Linked DNA regions of Rattus norvegicus: region 2 is linked to region 1. The links are chromatin contacts, called in public Hi-C maps. All regions are on one chromosome and are shown on one strand. The core of a region is the stretch at or near the end of the contact, and the rest is flanking DNA. Distances in the headings are between cores, read along the strand shown. Region 1 has its middle 43 kb from the start of Dpt. Region 2 has its middle 97 kb from the start of Xcl1.

Region 1 (4,564 bases), core at 1,058-3,557:
CTCCTGAGAGACACAGCCAGAATACAGCAAATACAGAGGCGAATGCCAGCAGCAAACCACTGAACTGAGAATAGGACCCCCGTTGAAGGAATCAGAGAAAGAACTGGAAGAGCTTGAAGGGGCTCGAGACCCCATATGTACAACAATGCCAAGCAACCAGAGCTTCCAGGGACTAAGCCACTACCTAAAGACTATACATGGACTGACCCTGGACTCTGACCTCATAGGTAGCAATGAATAGCCTAGTAAGAGCACCAGTGGAAGGGGAAGCCCTGAGTCCTGCTAAGACTGAACCCCCAGTGAACTAGTCTATGGGGGGAGGGCGGCAATGGGGGGAGGGTTGGGAGGGGAACACCCATAAGGAAGGGGAGGGGGGAGGGGGATGTTTGCCCGGAACCGGGAAAGGGAATAACACTCGAAATGTATATAAGAAATACTCAAGTTAATAAAAAAAAAAGAAAAAGAAAAAAAAAAGAAAAGAAGTATTACTGGCCTGGAGAGATGGCTCAGTGGTTAAGAGCACTGATTGCTCTTCCAGAGGTCCTGAGTTCGATTCCCAGAAGCCACAGTGTGGCTCACAACCACCTGTAATGGGATCCGATGCCCTCTTCTGGTGTGTCTGAAGAAGGCACCAGTGTACTCATGTAAAAATAAATAAAATAAAATAAAATAAAATAAAAAAGTTGAACCAAGTGTAAAAAAAAAAGAAAACATAAGAAATATTACTCACGGTGAGATAGCGATAAATGAGCACTACTTAAGGTGGGGCCAGGATAGAAATGATTCCATTTTGTAAAACAGCCACTCTAATCCTGGAAGATCAGGACAGATTTCTGACACAGTGGTATTCAAGAGGAGCACATGGTATTATTCGTGTCAAGACTAGGAAGCAAGAGGAAGTGGGCAGAGGGACAAGAAGCACAAACTCCCAGACAGTAAGAGGCATAAATAAACTTGAGGCTCTGAAAACATTTTAGTAGGAGCTACGAGAGTATTCAATGAAGAGAGAAGACTAGGCAGTGTCCACGCTATGATCTTGGCAGTTGGTCATAGAAGGCTGGCTTCCATTCTCGATAGAATTTGAAAAGCCATGGAGATGTTGTTAACTGGGGAAACTAATCATTCAGAGATGTAATTCTTATTGCAGGGTGGAAACCACATTAGAAATAGGAAAGCAAGTTAGGAAGCCATCAAGAGTCTGGATGCAGAACAAAGATGCTATGAGTCAAGACGGTGGTTTTGGAAATGAAAAGAAAACAAAACAAAATGTTGGATTCTGGAGGTGATGTAAACATTGAACACAGAGCAACTTGAGTTCTTGAAGTGATCAGATGGACAGAGAAAGTGGATTTTGCTTCAAGAAAGCGAGGGTGCCAATGACTGTCTCACACTTATTATACAATGTGTACATGTACTAAAATGTCACACTGCCCCATAATCATGTACAATGGCCATGTACTGAAAACCTTTTATGCAAGTAAGTAATAAATTAACAAACTGGATGTCAGTAAAGAGTTATCATCAATTGACAGTTGTCTTAGCAACGAGAAGTGAATTTAATTCAGCCATCATCGTGACTCATGAGTTTTTACACTTGGTGCGCATGTGCGCTTGTTTTCAGACAGCATCAACTACAGCATTCTCAGTTTTAACCGTGCAAACCACAAACACGGACCTCAGCATCTGTGCTTCCTTTCCCTCTGTAGAAAGAGAGGGTGCTAGTCCTCACCTCGTCAATCCCTTCTCTCCGTCCCTTCAAAACCATTGCCTCAGAAAAATAAACCAACACTGCTGCTAATACTGCCAGTCGTATGCCCCTCTTCCCCTTTCAACAGGATCGACATTCACAGGAAGCAAACACAGAACATCCTGTTTACACAAAACATATCATTGCGTGCTTAGGGACCTACATACCTGTAACATAGCCAGAGCTCACTAAACAGTGTTGAACACATGAATTAATAGGAAAGGGAAAAAAATCTAGATTTAAGTGTATTGGGGGCACAGAAGAATATGTTGGGAAAGAGAAGTTACCTAAGGAATGAGGGTGTCCATGAAAATAACTAATCTATGTTAGCTATTTGTAGGGGTTTTTTTGTTGGTATTTTAAATAAAGTGTTAGAAAGTCTAATTTTACGGACTATAACACCAGTAGCATGTGATATACTTCACAAGTAAATAATTTTATTTTCATATTTCTTGCTCATAGAAAAGATTTTTTTTACTTTGATGTGACTGTTCTGGCACGGGGGGAGTTGTTACCATAGCAGCCACTGCATTTAGCACATGTCCAGCTGGAACACAAAAAGGGTTTCTGCCTCTTTAAATAGTCGTGACACGATTCAAGGATGGGAAGCTTCAAACCACCACGGTGCAGACAGAGGAGACAGAGGAGAGAGGAAAGGAGAGAAGGGCGGAGGCACAGAAGCACTCAGAAAGACGTGGATAAAATGAAGACGTGGATAAAATACACAAGTGAGCAGACCGACAAAGCTCTTTACACATGGACGGGAGGAAGGACAACGTGGAAATGTGTAAATGGGTCAGATTTGATGTTCCACATCTACTCACAGACTCGTATTTCACAAAAGTATGCTTCACACCTGCTGGTTGCTATGGAAATCCTCCCTGTGACCACACAAGGAAGACACCAAGTCACACAAGTGACACAGGAGAGCAGAGTGGCCCTTTCTATTGCATTCCAAGTTAGTGTTACTCAAGGAGTTCTGGGGACCAGAGGGATAGGTTTGTCACCAACTGGTCAATGAAAGGCCACTGAAATACTGGTGTACATAGGACATCTATTACTATACACACAGCAGGCCGAGGAATCCTGGAGAAAGGACACTCCAGGAGATGGAAGTGTGTCTTCTCAGCAGATCTGCACCTGCTTCACTCTGAGCACAGCGGTTTCCTGCCCTGGGCTTTATTTTCTCCTTATCAGAGTGGGGATGTGGGGACAGGAGCCAGGGCTGCACCAGTGAGGAGGCTGCAATGAGAGGCTGCAAGCGACGAGCGAAGTACAATTTCCAACCAGCTTAACAATGAAAAACAAACTGCTGGACCATGAAATGGAAATTTTCAGACAGACGTGGTGGCCTGTGCCTGTAGTGTCAGTATTAAGAAGGCAGTGCTGAGAGAATCACTGTAGCCTGGAGGTCAGCTCAGAATACACTGGGAGTTCCAGGCAAGCTTTTGACTACAGAGTGAGAGATTCTGCCCTCCCCAACCCCAAATTAAAAACTATGTGCATGTGTGTGTGTGTGTGTGTGTGTGTGTGTGTGTATGCATACATGTATACATGTGTATGTACTTGTATGCTATGAATGTGTATGCATGTATATATGTGTGATTGTGTGTATGTCAGTATGTTGGTACATGTGTGCATAGTCTCATGAGTTGTCTGCATGTGCATGCATGTGTGTACATGTGTTTCTGAACATGTGATGTATGTGCTCGTTTGTGTGCATGTGAATATATATGTGGGCAAGGGTGCACAAGTGTGTTAAAATGTCCATGAATCTGCAGTTGACACAGGGTGTCTGATGGAAAATCTTAGCTTCTGACCAAGATTTTGAAGGATCAGAAACGTGCCAGGAGATGAAAGAGGGTGGACGGGCTGAGCGAACTGGTTACATTTATGAGACTTTGGGTAATAAAATGAACAGCGGAAGTTTGTGCAGAGACAAAGAAAGCTCTAAACCAGATGCTTCTGACAAACCTTCAGCAACCATTGCAAAGGAAGGAGGGGAATGACTGCAATGAGACTGGTTGTTGCTGTTCTGTTTTCCAGACGCAACAGGGCAGGCAGTTGCAAATGTGAACGCACGGCAGAGTGACAGCACAAGACCTGTGCAAGATCATGTCAGATTAAATCCCAGCATGGTGGGCCTGGCCGTGTGTCAGGAAGTCCCACCCCTAACTGAGGAGCTATTAGCAGTGGAAAGCTGCTGAGAGAATCAGTTTAAGGATAAGGCCTTCAAGAAGCTATCCCTGCACCAGCAGATAGATGGTCCTGTGACTTAGAACACACAGGCAGAGCTAAGTAGACTCAGTCAGTTTAAAAATAACAAAATAGGGAGGGAGTGATGTTAGGGGGATAAGGGAATGATTAGAAGGGAGGGAATGGGGTGGACTTAAGCAAAACATGCACACTTGCATGTGTACACACACACATTCACACACAGACACACATACATATTCACACGTACACACTCTCACATACTCACACATACAGGCACACTTGTGCTCTCTCTCTCTCTCTCTCTCTCTCACACACACACACACACACACAGACACACACACACTTACCAGTATACACAGTTCTCAAACAACAAAATATAATTTAAACAAAAGCAATTTCAATGTTAGAAAATCCTAGTAGGAGCTGTGCCTGGAAAGACAGAGCTCAAAGGTTGAAGACTCTCTTCTCTCATGCTGAGGAAATCATTTCATTCTGTCTCTGATGAGTTATTAAAGGATGGAATTAGGGAAGATACATACATGATCAGACTAATGTTTTCCTCACATAATCATCCTGGAAGATAAAATGAGGGTTTTAGGT
Region 2 (4,564 bases), core at 815-3,314, 270 kb after region 1:
GGGCAGTAGCAGCTTAGAATATAATGAGCCCTTGTCCACTGATGAAAGCTCTCCTCTGGGAACCTGTTGTTCTGGACCAAGAGTTTACATTGTCAGGGAATGAAGTCACATATCCCACTGGGAAGAGTAGAGAGCAAGACCACCCTCATTTGTACTCCTCTCTTGGATCCCTGAATTCTACCTCTTGAGGTCACAACCCCCTACACTGCTTGTTTATTTATCACGTGGGTCATCTCAATCCCTACCACCACAGCCGTGGTTACTGTAACCCGTACATCCATTGCCAGACACTGGGTGACAGAAAACAGAGGCTAGATGATGTCATTCTCTTGGGTTGCCCAGTGCTTCTTCCAAGGTGATTTCCTTCAGGTGGTATTAACGTGTAACACAAAGGTTTTTAAACCCTTAGATTCTGTACTGGCTGGTTTTGTGTGTCAACTTGACACAAGCTCGAGTTATCACAGAGAAAGGAACCTCCCTTGAGGAAATGCTGTAGGACCTGATGAGCCCTATGTCCGGGAGATCCCACTCATGAAAACACGGAGACCGAGAGTGATGCAATCAAGCAAGAGGTTTAATGATCCAGCATGCTGGGGTTGCCCTGTAATTGGGACAGAGGCAACCCCAGAGTAGCAAAAGCACACACTTTTTATACACTGTGGAGGACAGCCTTTGGCAACAGCATGAGTTGGACCTTGATGATGCACGTTGACCCTTACATTCCTCAATGTAGAGATATCTTTGGCATGCAGATGGGGGACTGAAAAGGGCCCTGCCCTCTTTGCAGTTAGCACCCAGGAGCAGGGTGTTATTCTAAATTCTTTGGACAGGGTGTTATTCTAAATTCTTTGGACAGGGTGTTATGCTAAATTCTTTGGAAACTCTCTGGTTAAGGCAGCCATAGCCATTATGTTTGAATCTTACAATGCCTCCATGAGATCCAGCTGTAAGGCATTTTTTTCAATTAGTGATCAAGTGTTGGAGGGCCCATTGTGGGTGGTGCCATTCCTGAGGTGGCAGTCTTGGGTTCTATAAGAAAGCAAGCTGAGCAAGCCAGGGGGAAGCAAGCCAGGAAGCAGCATTCCCCAATGCCTTCTGCATCCATTCCTGCCTCCTAGTTCCTACCCTGTGTGAGTTCCTGTCCTGACTTCCTTTGGTGATGAACAGCAATGTGGAAGTGTACGCTGAATAAACCCTTTCCTCCCCAACTTGCTTCAAGGTCCTAATGTTTGTGCAGGAAAGAAACCCTAGGACAGATTCTCTCCCAGAGGCTTGTCTGTATGCCTCTTCCTGCCACCCTTTCTCTTGCCAGGCCCCTAACCAATTACTCCAATTATATGTTCTTTCTCAGGAACTCATGGATATTCCCACTTAACCCATCTCTACCAGAAGAATGACTATGTCTACTGCACAAGGCATTGCCTAGAGTGTTTTAAAGACCCATTCATAGCAGTTCATTTGCAAGCTTGAACCTACATGCAAATTCATGGGGGTGTTTAAAGGTGGAGCCTAATATAAGGTGCTATCATCAAGGAGAATTGATATAGTTACCTTGGACTTTACTTAGTTCTAAGAGAAAGAACAGGGAAAAAGCAGACCCTCCCTGCACTCTGGCTTCCTGCCTTGCCATGATTTCTCCTGCTCACAATGCTCCTCCCACAGGATGCCATCCACCATGAAGTAATACAGCCAGGGAGCCCTTTGCAGTGCTATTTGACCTTGCAGCCTCCAGTACTACGAGCCAAAAAAACCTCTCCTCTATACAAAGTCCCCAGCCTACTGTATTTTGTTACAGCAATGGAAAACGAACTAACACGACAACCCATCTGTAATGCAGACTTGACTTTTTCTTCTTCTATAAGACACTTCTATAAGGCAGTGTCCATCTAAAGACCCTTAGCATAAATGTCTGCTGGCGGAGAGAAAACACAGTGATGTGGAGGAACCGAGCCACTTGCTCGTGTAGCTTCTTTGGAAATCTCTGGCCACGCTGTGATGCATACCCAGTGCAGCTCCTGAAGAATGAGTCGGCATGCATTTAACTGTGGCGATATTACCTTGACTTTAAGGGGGAAACCTGCAGAGGGCTCTGTAGAACATACCGTAGCATAAAATGCTAGTCATAGGCTCGGAGGATTCTAGAGAGGGCATTAACATCTCTATCTGGCAGATAATCAGAAGAAACTTGAGGTTCTCCAGTTAACAGACTGTCTTAATCCATTCAAACAGCCTCAGTACATGAACAGCCCGACAGGAATATGGTGTGAGCCACCCGTGGGATTTTAAATTATGGAGCAATACCATTGCCAACAGTGAGCAGAAATAGGTGGAATTGTTTTAAAGCCGTGTCTTACTTAACATATCCAAAACATTGTCAACTCAATGTCAACTCAATGTAATGAATATTTTACATGACATATTCTCTCTCTCTCTCTCTCCCTCTCTCTCTCTCTCTCTCTCTCTCTCTCTCTCTCTCTCTCTCTCTCTCTCTTATCGTGCTGTCTTTGAAATCTGGTATATGGGTTTTGTAAAGCACATCTCAGCAAGCTATCTGCAAGTACTCGGCGGCCATGTGCACCTTGTAGCAAATGTCTCCAAAGCAATGGCTTTAAATCCTGCTCAGCTCTCTGCTCTCTTCCCTGATGTACTCCTTCGTGGCAGATCCTAGCGTGTAGGAGGAAGCTGCTTGGGCAGTAACCTTGCCTCTGGTGGGAATCTGCTGTCCTTGGCATTTTCAAAACCTTGGCAGCCCCCACCCGTGCCCTTTGTGCTCTGCTGCCCCCACTCAGCTTCACGGGTGCTGCTGCCACTTTCTGAGAAGGCTCGGTGTGGAAAGAAAAGGAAGTCAGGCAGGGTAGACAAATGTTTAACTCCATCTCTGTGTGTACCCTGTAATTTAAGGCTAAATCCAGCTCGATTCGGTTTCTGTGGCAACCGAAGGAACCAGCTTTCTCCACGGCTAAGTTCATCACTCGTTGTCAGACTCCTATACACGGGGTGCCCACAAAACACTCAGCTTCCCAAATACCCCAGCTCTGGTGTTCTAGAAACCCTAGACCCTGAGCTCAAGCCAGGAATACAAAGAATGGGCGCACCTAATCGCAGAGCATGTAGGGACGGCAAGAGCAAGACTAGCAGGGCTTTCTTCATAGCAGCCTTTCGAAACGGGACCGATTTCCTCGGCCCCAGGAAGGCTCTCTTCAGAGCAGGAGGCCGAAACAGGTGGCCTGAGAGTTCCTCGTTAGCCTGGCTGCACATCATAGGCCCTTACTAGAAGCTTTTCTCCTTTTGTTCACTTCCCTTCAGCACACTTGCATGGCCTGAGAGGCAGGTTTAATTTGGCTTTAGCCTTGAACCAGATGCTTCTGGAGCTTCTTCTACTGGGGTCCGGCTTGTGGAACCATTCTGGAACATCCATGGCAAGGGGTCCTTCTGACAGCCCTTCCCGGTCTCTGTCAAGTTCCTGTTTCTGCGGAGGTCTCCAGAGACGTGGCTTCCATGCATTTTTTTCTAACTCTAATCCACAAAACAAAATACAAGCGACATCATAAGGCACCATCAGACCTATCCATCTTTGCGGTAAGTTCCCCCACCACATTCTGCAAACCAATGCTCTAACCAAAGCTCTCTTCAGATCACAATGTAGCCCAGCATAGTAACTCTCTCTCTTGTAACCCCAGCACTTAGGAAAGTAACACAGGAGGGTTGTGAGTTCCTGGCTAGCTTTGGCTGTGCAATAAGACCCTGTCTAAGAAGACTAATTCATTTAATTTAATATTTTAAAAAATAAACAAAAAGAGCAGAACGCCACCGTAAAAGTCCCCTGGTTCCTCTGGTGAGCTCCCGTTGTCCTCAGAATAAAAGCATTAAACCTGGTGAAGAATCTAGGACTTAGAACTGGCCTCTGGCACCATAGCTTTTACACTCAGCCCTGAGGCTCACAGGCATCTCCTACCTCAGGCTGGCTCAGTCTTCCCTGTCTGAGGTCCTCTCCCATCCTGGGATGCACAGTCCCTCTCTTCTGTCTGATCTTACACTGCCCTTGTTCTCACCCCTGGCTTCATCAGCCAGGAAATCTGTAATCTTCTCCCTTGACCTACCCTGTCACCGTGACAATTTTATATCTGTTGGCATACTGACGTGGGAGCTAGACCTCTAGCTCCCCCACTGAACACTGAGCTTTAAAATGCAGAAATGCTTTCTGGTTTCGCTCAGCTACTTATCCCAGGATCTCCCGTAGTACTTGACAAAGAGTAAATGCCTAAAAATGATCTGCCGCATGAATGACTAAGGAATTTCAGGCGATAACTCCGGAGTGATAAAGGTGTGTTTAGGCCACGGTGTTGAAAAGACATCCAACTGAATGTAATCCTAGCTACTGGGAGGCTGAGGCAGAAGGACGACAAGTTCAAGGCCAGCTCGAGTAACTTAGCAAGACATTGTCTCAAAACCAAGAAACTGAGCTACAGCGGGGGGGCTTAGGTGGTACAGTGCTTGCCTAGCTAGCTTCTGTAAAGGCCGGAGCTTTCAGTCAGTCAGTCTGTCTGTCAGTCTGTCAGGCTTT

What was found. Hi-C and Micro-C count contacts between places; a contact is called where the count stands out from the background.
Region 2: a contact with region 1 is called in a Hi-C map of hepatocytes, with 2.1 times the contacts expected there. The contact joins two enhancer-like sites. A contact is called at or near these places in 5 of 12 Hi-C or Micro-C datasets (frontal cortex, hepatocytes, kidney and 1 more).

What each region holds. Positions count from the first base shown.
Region 1 is chr13:79,610,919-79,615,482 of GRCr8, forward strand. No RefSeq gene overlaps it. Among named protein-coding and RNA genes, the nearest start is that of Dpt, 43 kb to the right of the region's middle. Within about 2 kb of position 2,308, at least 17 of the 93 cell types and tissues checked have an H3K27ac peak or open chromatin away from gene starts, as enhancers often do.
Region 2 is chr13:79,879,962-79,884,525 of GRCr8, forward strand. No RefSeq gene overlaps it. Among named protein-coding and RNA genes, the nearest start is that of Xcl1, 97 kb to the left of the region's middle. Within about 2 kb of position 2,065, at least 40 of the 93 cell types and tissues checked have an H3K27ac peak or open chromatin away from gene starts, as enhancers often do.